Regions from separate parts of the Sus scrofa genome. Here regions 2 and 3 are each linked to region 1. Evidence: chromatin contacts called from public Hi-C and HiChIP or PLAC-seq data. All regions are on one chromosome and are shown on one strand. The core of a region is the stretch at or near the end of the contact, and the rest is flanking DNA. Distances in the headings are between cores, read along the strand shown.

Region 1 (2,763 bases), core at 177-2,676:
TTCCCCCTTGTCAACCTCCCCCTCTCCTGCAGGTTTGGAAGTGTCCACTTTGTGGTTTATGAGAGCTGATTTTTTATTTTATTTTATTTATTTTATTTTATTTTATATTTTTCCTTAGGGCTGCAACTGCAGCCTATGGAAGTTCCCCAGGCTAGGGGTCGAATCCGAGCTACAGCTGTTGGCCTATACTATAGCCACAGCCAAGCCAGATCTGAGCCACATCTGTGACCTACACTGCTGGAAACTTTAGCTCACCGAACAAGGCCAAGGATTGAATCTGCATCCTTATGGATACTAGTCAGATTCTTAACCTGCTGAACCACCACAGGAATTCCAAGCCGAGCTATTTTATACCTGAGGAAAAAGAGACCCAGAGAGGTTAAGCAGCTTGCCCAAAATCACACAGCCAGAAGGCTAAAGCTGAGACTAAAATCCGGAGTGCTGTGGTGTTTCTATAGTTCAAGTTCTCCCTCCTCACCCAACCCCTCCACCCCCAGAGCCCTGAAGAATGTGAGAGGAAGGTCACGCCCCCGGCCGGGTCAGAGTTGCTGTGAACCCAAACAATTCAGGCTTGTTCACAGAGCTGGGTTTGAGTCACTGCCATGTGACCTCAGGCAGATCACCTGACCAGTCTCCACTGGTCTCACAGTGCTGCCGTTGCTCTGCTCTGGGTGGAGTCTCACTCGTTGTAAGAAAAGTGTCAGGGAGGTTATGCACACAGCTGGGGGCTGGGCCTAGACCCCCATGATCTGGAGGCCTGGGACAAAGGTGGGCAGGGTTGTCACTCATACCCCCTTTCCCCCACCTTCTCAGAGAGAATGGAGGAGCTGAAGAGGCTGGATGTGCACCTGGCTGACCTGTACCAGTGAGAGTCCTGACCTGTGACTCCGGCCCCTGGAGGGGAGCAGGATGGAGGGTGGTAGGCCATGTCCAGGCCTGGCAGTGGGCCGTGGCCATGAAAGTCAGGAAATCCTGATCTGTGTCAGGCTGGGCTTCTTCAGTAACCTGGAATTTGGGACCCCACTGACCCCCCTGGGACACTCGACTGTGACCTCTAGGCCCTTCCTCCTGACCCACCTGGCATGGACTCAGGATGCTTACCCTCCCCAACACGGCTCCCCACCAGCCCAGCAGCGCCATTGGGTGCTGATAGCGGGTCCCTGATCCTGGAGCAGTCTGGGGAGGCCGTGTCTGGAGCTGGGGGCCTGGCTCCTCTCCTCCTGGGTCATGTGGATATTTTTGCACCAGGCACATGGATGGAAGCAGTTATGACCTTCAACTCCTCAACTCCACCAAGAGAGAGATTTGGGTAAGAGCCAAGGGCCCAGTGAGGAGGGCGGGACCGTGATCCGCTCTGGCCCGGGTTCCCAGAACCCAGTGATTCTCTCGGGCTCAGAGAAGCGCTGCTTGCCCTTGTCAGCCAGCGCCCTCTGCTGGCCCAAGTCCCAAATGACTGCAGTGTGCTCTTGAACAGCTGAGTTAGTTCAGCCTGTGGGGGTGATTTCTCCAGCTTGGCCCGGGTCCTCAGTCTTTACCCCTAACTTCGAGAAGTGCCTGCCTCTTGGGTTGGGTCCTCGTGTGACCAACTAGTCAGCTGGCATCTGGGGTCAGCCAGACAAGGGCCGGAGAAGATGGGGATTGAGAGCCCTTGAGCTGATGGGTCTGGGAAAGAAGAAAGGAAACCTTCCCTTAGGGCATTACTGACCAGCCCCCAAAGCTGGGAGGGTCTCCTCCGACTGCATCAGGGGATTCAGGCAATTCGGCTTTTCCAGGCCCCAGGGACTGATAATGAAGGATCTTTGGCCCTTCCACAGCCCTGCGAGGTGGGCTGGGCAGGGATTGTCACCCTCATCTTACAGATGAGAAAACCGGGCTGGAACGAGCATGATCTTGGTCCCTCTAGGAGTAATATCTGGGCTGGTTTTCTAGACTCTAAAAGCAGGGACTGTGGAGTTCCCGTTGTGGCTCAGCTGGTTAAGAAACCAACTAGTATCCATGAGGACGTGAGTTTTATCCCTGGCCTCCCTCAGTGGGTTAAGGATCCTGCGTTGCTGTGGCCTTGGTGTAGGCTGGCAGCTGCAGCTCCGATTCGACCCCTAGCCTGAGAACTTCCATATGCCATGAGTACAGCCCTAAAAGCAATTAAAAAAAAAAAAAAGTAAAAGCAAGGGACTGTGACGAGGTAGGAGTCTAAGAGGGGGGCTGGGCATGTGGGCCTCTGCAAAGCCCTTGATGGGGGCATCAGAAGGTAACTCAGGCTGAGAGTTTAGCTTGGGGGTGGGGGGGGGTCACTTTCCCAGGACCAGGGGGGAGACTAACTGTGAAGAAAGCAGGGAGGGGGCCCATGGCAAAGTGGGGAGAGCTGGCCCATCCCAAAGACTCTGGTTGGTGGAGCAAGGGCCTCAGTGGCCTCAGGTGACAGACCCGGGAGGGTGGAGCTGGGCTGGAACCCAAAGGTGGGCTCACTTGCGGGTGAAGCAGTTTCCGGGGGGGTGGGGACCTTGAATCAGTGAGCTGTCCCTCTGCCAGAGAGTCACCCGGGAGCTGGACCTGAGCTATAGCACGATGGGCAGCCTGTTCCGCTGTGGCTTCCGCCAGATGCTCTTCTCCAGCCAGCTGATGCGCTACGCTGACCTCTATACAGCCACCTGCCTCAACTTCCTGCACCACCCGCTCAGCTCGCTGTTCCGGGCGCCCCAGGAGCTGGTGGGTCCCTAGAACTCCCCCAGCATCCCTGACCCTTTACCTCAGAAGGACCCACTG
Region 2 (2,763 bases), core at 188-2,687, 230 kb before region 1:
TTTCAGCCACTAATTTCACTGCTTTTTTGACTCTTGAGAGGAAAATACTTACTGAATTCATTATGTATTTGCTGAAAATGTCTCCTTTACACAAAAAACGTAAGTTTTCCTGCCATGGCAAATTGGAATTGCCATTCATTGTGAAATTTGTGACAAGCCTTCTTCTAGCATTTAATTTTATCTTTATTGTCTGGTTGTAGTTATAGTTTCTACATCCTCACTCAATTTCATATCAGCAGAATGCCTTTGTCTTTTTGCTTTTTAGGGCCGAACCCAAGGCATATGGAAGTTCCCAGGCTAGGGGTCAAATTGGAGCTGCAGCTGCCAGCCTATACCACAGCCATAGCAATGTGGGATCCAACACGCATCTGCAACCTACACCACAGCTCACTGCAACAGTGGATTCTTAACTCACTGAGCATGGCTAGGGATCGAACCCATATCCTCATGAATACTAGTCAGGTTATCACTGACCCACTAGGGGAACTACTGTTTTAAATTTTTTAATTTGTCTGTGTTTATTTTTTTAACTAGAAAAATAATTATGGTTCATTTACCAATTATGATTTAACTAGCTCTCAATGTAGCTTGGCTGTCTGCAAACATTATAATGTTTCATCTGTGCCTGGAAAAAAACTCACATGAACTGAATCAATCTTTTGTCCCCAAGTAGAACAGTAATGTATTTATGTAAAATACTAGAAGCAGCACATGTGCCTGATACACAGGCTGCCTTCCAACTTAGGTCATGTACCAGTTAAAGTGAAACGTCATCCTACTGAAACAATAATGTGCTTCATGGAAATATATTTTACAGTGCTTCATCTTTTAAATTAAAAGTAAACGAAATTTAAAATTAAGTTCCCTAGTTGCATTGGCCACTTTTCAAGTGCTCAGAAGCACTTGGAAGCTACTCTGTGGCTAGTGGCCACCATATTGGACAATGCAATTGGAGCTGAGTATTTAGTGAGTTAGAAATATATGGTGTTCTCTGGTGCCCTGGTGGTTAAGGACTTGGCATTTTCACTGCTGTGGCTCAGGTTTGACCCCTGGCCTGGGAACTTCTATGCGGTAAGAGCTGGCAAGAGCACAGCCAAAAAAAAAAAAAAAAAGTGTGTGTGTGTGTGTGTGTAGTTCCTTTGAGTTTTAAGTTAAATTCTCTTGCCTTTTTTTTTGCGGGGGGGGCGGTCACACCCACGGCACATGGAGGTTCCTAGGCTAGGGGTGGAACTGAAACTGCAGCTGCTGGCCTGCACCACAGTCACAGCAACTCAGGATCCGACCCAAGTCTGTGACCTACACGACAGCTCGCGGCAACACCAGATTGTTAACCCACTGAGCAAGGCCAGGGATCGAAACTGCATCCTCACGTATCCCAGTCGGGTTCATTAACCGCTGAGCCATGAAGGGAACTCCCTTATTTTTTTGGCCACGCCCGCAGCATGTGGAAGTTCCCAGACTAGGGACTGAACCCTCGCCACAGTAGTAACCTGTACCACAGCTGTGGCAATGCCAGATCCTTAACCTACTGCGCAACAAGGGAACTTCCTAAATTCTGTTGCCTTTAACTCAAAAATAATTAAAAAAAAAAACAAAACTCAATTTAAAATATCCTTTCATTGTTTCTGCTCTTTGCTCACAGGCTGGGTTTTGCTGTTGAATCTTAACCCAGACTTGGCCAGTTCTGGTCTAGATCGAAGAGGGCACGTGGCTCAGGGAAGGCCTGTGAATGTCTTTGGGCATGTTCCTTCCTCCTCTGAGAGATGGGGTGAGCTTAGGACTTGGGAGTGATTCCAGGCTCTGCCTCCTGCTTGTTTCTTCCTTTGTGATCTTGGGAAATTGACCTCTCTGTGACCCAAGGCCTCATCTGTGAAATGTGATGCTAGTGCCTCCCCACCCCCACCCCCACCCCAAGCCTCTGAATGGAGAGGAAATGGAGTGGAAGCCATTGCTAAGCGCTGTGCTTATTAAATGCCTACCGGGGTCTGACTTTATCTTCTGTTGTGTTGTGTCATCTAGGGGCAGGAAGTGTGTTTAGTTATAACTGCTACAATCCCATGTCCCATTAGAAAGATCCTTCCTTTATTCTGTCACCGAAGCCAGACTGAGCTAAAAGGAAGAAATGAAGAACTAAAGTAAGCCTTTACGGAGTTCCCACTGTGGCTCAGTGGGTTAAGAAACTAACATAGTGTACATGGCGTTGCAGGTTTGATCCCTGGCCTCATTCAGTGGGTTAAGGATCTGGCGTGGCTGTGGCTGTGGTGTAGGCCAGCAGGTACAGTTGCGATTCAACCCCTAGCCTGAGAACTTCCGTATGCCACAGGGTGCAGCCTTAAAAATAAAAATAAAATAAAATAAGCCTTTAGGTAATTCAGATTCCTGAGTATTAGCCTTTTCTCTCCAGAGTTGGGCCAAAATAGTATTTTTGCTGGTAATCCAGATAGTGTCCTCAATTCCCCACTTTGCTTTTTTCATGTGAGTCTAGCTCAGCTATAGCATATTTCCTGAAAAGATTTTGGTTCAGGATTACTTCAAGTTAAGTTTCCTTAGAGATGTATTTTTAAAGGAGCCAAAGTGTTGGATATCAGGGCCCTTTTGAATTCACTGAAGCACGTCTATAAGGTCACGTGGATATAGCTGTATGCTGCCAGTGGTGCATCGGAGGTCTGCCAGGGAGTGGTAGGGGGAAGAGGAGACCAGCTCCCGGCCCTGCTCACACCCTGCCTTCTTGAAGAGCTCTGGGGCAAAGCGCTGGCTTTTCTG
Region 3 (2,763 bases), core at 176-2,675, 140 kb before region 1:
GTTTCCTCTGCGCCACGCAGGAACTCCCACAATACATCATATGAATCTCTGGAATAAAACATGGGATAAAATCTCTGAAATAGAATGGAGAGGAATACATCTACTCAAAGAAAAGTGGTCTTAAAAGACTGAATGATAGGTTACTTATCTCTGTGCACTTAACATTGGTATAACAACAAGTGGATCTAATGAGACGAAGTGATGTGTTTTTATCCCTATGAATGAAGTGTTTATGAACACAAATGCCTGTATCTGGAGTGTTACTAGAATACAAGCAATTGCACCTATTAAAACGAAAAATTCAGAGACAAAACTTAATGAAACATTTTTCCCCTATGAATGCATTGCTGGCAGATCAGAAATAAGCATCTGCTGAAACAAACTGCCATAAGCAACACTGAATGATGTTTTGTATCTCTATGAACGGAGTTTTGATAAACCAAAATGAATACATCTACTTAAATAAGAATGGTTTACACAAAATCTAAGTTTACTTGGGAAAACTATGTTAAAAAAAAAAACTGAATCAGTGAGTTCCCACTGTGGCTCAGATGGTTAAGAACCTGACATACTATCTGTGAGGATTGGGTTCGATCTCCAGCCTAGCTCAATGGCGTAAGGATCTGATGTTGCTGCAAGCTGTGGCACAGGCTGCAGATGCAGCTTGGATCTGGTGTTGCTGTGGTGTAGGCCAGCAGCTGCAGCTCTGATTTGACCCCTAGTCTGGGAACTTCCATATGCAGCAAGTGTGGTCATAAAAAAGAAAAACAAACTGAATTAGGCAGTTCTCTTGTGGAGCAGCAGGTTAAGGATCCAGTGCTGCCACATCTGCGGCACATGCCACAACTGCACAGGTTTGATCCCTGGCCTAGGAACTTCCATATGCTGCAGGAGCAGCCAAAAAAAGAAAAAAATTTTGAATTATAGGAGTTCCATGATGGCTCAGCAGGTTAAGGTCCAGTGTTGTCACTACTGTTACTCAGGCTGCTGTCACGGTGTGGGTTTAATCCCTGTCCTGGGAACTTCCGCATGCCCCAGGTATGGCCAAAAAATTGTTCTTAATTGAATTGTTATGCATCTCTATGAAAAGAGTGTAGAAAAATATCTTCAATGAAAGGATAAAGCAAAACATAAAAGTGCATGCTATTATCTATGGATGGAGTGTTCCAAAACAAAAAATTTATCACTATCTTAAATGAAAGAAGTAAATACAAAACTGACAGATTTTTGGTTCCCTTAAATACCCATCCCTGGGTCCTGTTAGAAGCCAGACCCCCTGGCACAGCTCACCTCAGAGATAAGAGTCAGTTAAGTGATAAGCCCAGGGACTGCCTGGGTACATTCACAGCACTCGAGCCCTCCGGGCAGTCAAAACACCACCCGTGGTGCTTTCTTGTAACATGCCATCAGGAAACCACCTACACACACAGGCGCCGTCACATCCTGTCACATGGCCCCTTCAGGGGATCAAATTGCCAGTTCAGAGATCATCTGGTCAAAGTCATGTCTGTCTGGCTAGGATCAAAGCACTGAACTAAAGCTCTCTCCAGGTCAGTCCCATTCTGTAAGTGCAACCTCCCATCCACTATCCCACATCCTGCATCCCTGCCCCTCATCAACACGAACTCGCCCTACCCAGAGGACTATATGTTCCATGAAATCAGTCAGACACAGAAAGGCAAATACTGCTAACGATCTACTTGATATGGAATCTAGAAAAATTAAATTCAGAATTCCCTGGCAGCTTACTGGTTAAGGATTCATCATTGTCACTGCTGTGACTCAGGTTTGATCCCTGGCCTGGGGAACTTTTGCATACCATGGGGATGGCCAAAAAAACCCCAAAAAGTTAAATTCACAGAAACAGAGAGTAGGGTGGTGGTTGAGGGAAATGGGGAGATGTTGGTCAAAGGGCCCAAACTCAGTTACAGGATGTGAAGACCTAACATACAGCCTGGTGAGACTGTCATTAACAATAATGTATTATATCCCTGAAATCTGCTAAGACAGTGGGTCTCAAATGTTCTCATCAGACACACACAATGGTAACCATGTGAGGTTGATAGGGATAGAGCAGGATAATTAAATAGTTGAGAAATCCCAATAGGGGATTAAAGATAGAAAGGGAATTTTAAGAATTTGGGAGACCTTTGTAAGCTAATGACCACTCAAGAAAAGAATCCAGTAACCTAGCAACAATCTGCACTACCTTAAAGGAGGATCAGAGTGCCAGGCACACCCAAGCCCACACATCCCGATAGTTAAAGCACAAGACAATAGATGTGGGGTCTGCATCTTCTTATGCAAAGTCAGGGAGTTAGCGGTCCTCGAAGAGCAGCATTTCTGCATGTAGCCAAGATAGGAATACAGGGGAAAGGGGAAAGAAACTCCATGGTAGGGGACCTTACAGAGAAACTTGAGGTGAATTACCTTATTTTAGTGTACCACACTTGGCGTACATGCGATTTAATAGCTATGATGGTCCTGGTTAGGCCATATAGGGTTAAAGAAGGAACTGATGAGGTAAGTCTTAATATCTACCCAAGAATGCTCACTCGCCATTGTTCCTTTGATTGTAAAAATGTAGCCCTCTTTGATCTCGGGGGGCGGGGGGGGGAACCTGTGGTTCTCACAAGCATCCGATGCTAATAAGCCTACTCTGCCTGCCACGTTGCCTCATGCTGAATTCTTTCCACACTGAAACTAGAGAACCTGAGCTTCAGTAAGTCCAGCCACCAGGTGAGTGGTTTCACTTAAAAGACA

Evidence for each region. A called contact is a pair of places that touch in the nucleus more often than the background predicts. HiChIP or PLAC-seq counts read pairs in DNA pulled down with a chosen protein or histone mark.
Region 2: a contact with region 1 is called in an H3K27ac HiChIP or PLAC-seq map of alveolar macrophages. The contact joins two enhancer-like sites. A contact is called at or near these places in 1 of 47 Hi-C or Micro-C datasets (embryonic fibroblasts) and 1 of 2 datasets of contacts at active chromatin or transcription factors (alveolar macrophages).
Region 3: a Hi-C map of omental adipose tissue shows a contact between it and region 1, with 2.1 times the contacts expected there. The contact joins two enhancer-like sites. A contact is called at or near these places in 4 of 47 Hi-C or Micro-C datasets (heart right ventricle, liver and omental adipose tissue) and 1 of 2 datasets of contacts at active chromatin or transcription factors (alveolar macrophages).

Annotation. Positions count from the first base shown.
Region 1 is chr3:43,781,879-43,784,641 of Sscrofa11.1, reverse strand. NT5DC4 (5'-nucleotidase domain-containing protein 4) reads left to right here. Exons shown (of 18, transcript XM_021088385.1): 15 at 814-865; 16 at 1,249-1,309; 17 at 2,530-2,706. Among named protein-coding and RNA genes, the nearest start is that of NT5DC4, 5.9 kb to the left of the region's middle. Within about 2 kb of position 1,426, at least 44 of the 83 cell types and tissues checked have an H3K27ac peak or open chromatin away from gene starts, as enhancers often do. A contact at or near this core is called in alveolar macrophages and omental adipose tissue, where this site is marked.
Region 2 is chr3:44,008,350-44,011,112 of Sscrofa11.1, reverse strand. The region is part of intron 2 of TTL (tubulin tyrosine ligase); the gene reads left to right. Among named protein-coding and RNA genes, the nearest start is that of TTL, 13 kb to the left of the region's middle. Within about 2 kb of position 1,437, at least 9 of the 83 cell types and tissues checked have an H3K27ac peak or open chromatin away from gene starts, as enhancers often do. A contact at or near this core is called in alveolar macrophages, where this site is marked.
Region 3 is chr3:43,924,838-43,927,600 of Sscrofa11.1, reverse strand. It overlaps LOC110259964 (a long non-coding RNA gene), which reads right to left. Exons shown (of 2, transcript XR_002342486.1): 2 at 1,291-2,763. Among named protein-coding and RNA genes, the nearest start is that of CHCHD5, 10 kb to the right of the region's middle. Within about 2 kb of position 1,425, at least 15 of the 83 cell types and tissues checked have an H3K27ac peak or open chromatin away from gene starts, as enhancers often do. A contact at or near this core is called in alveolar macrophages and omental adipose tissue, where this site is marked.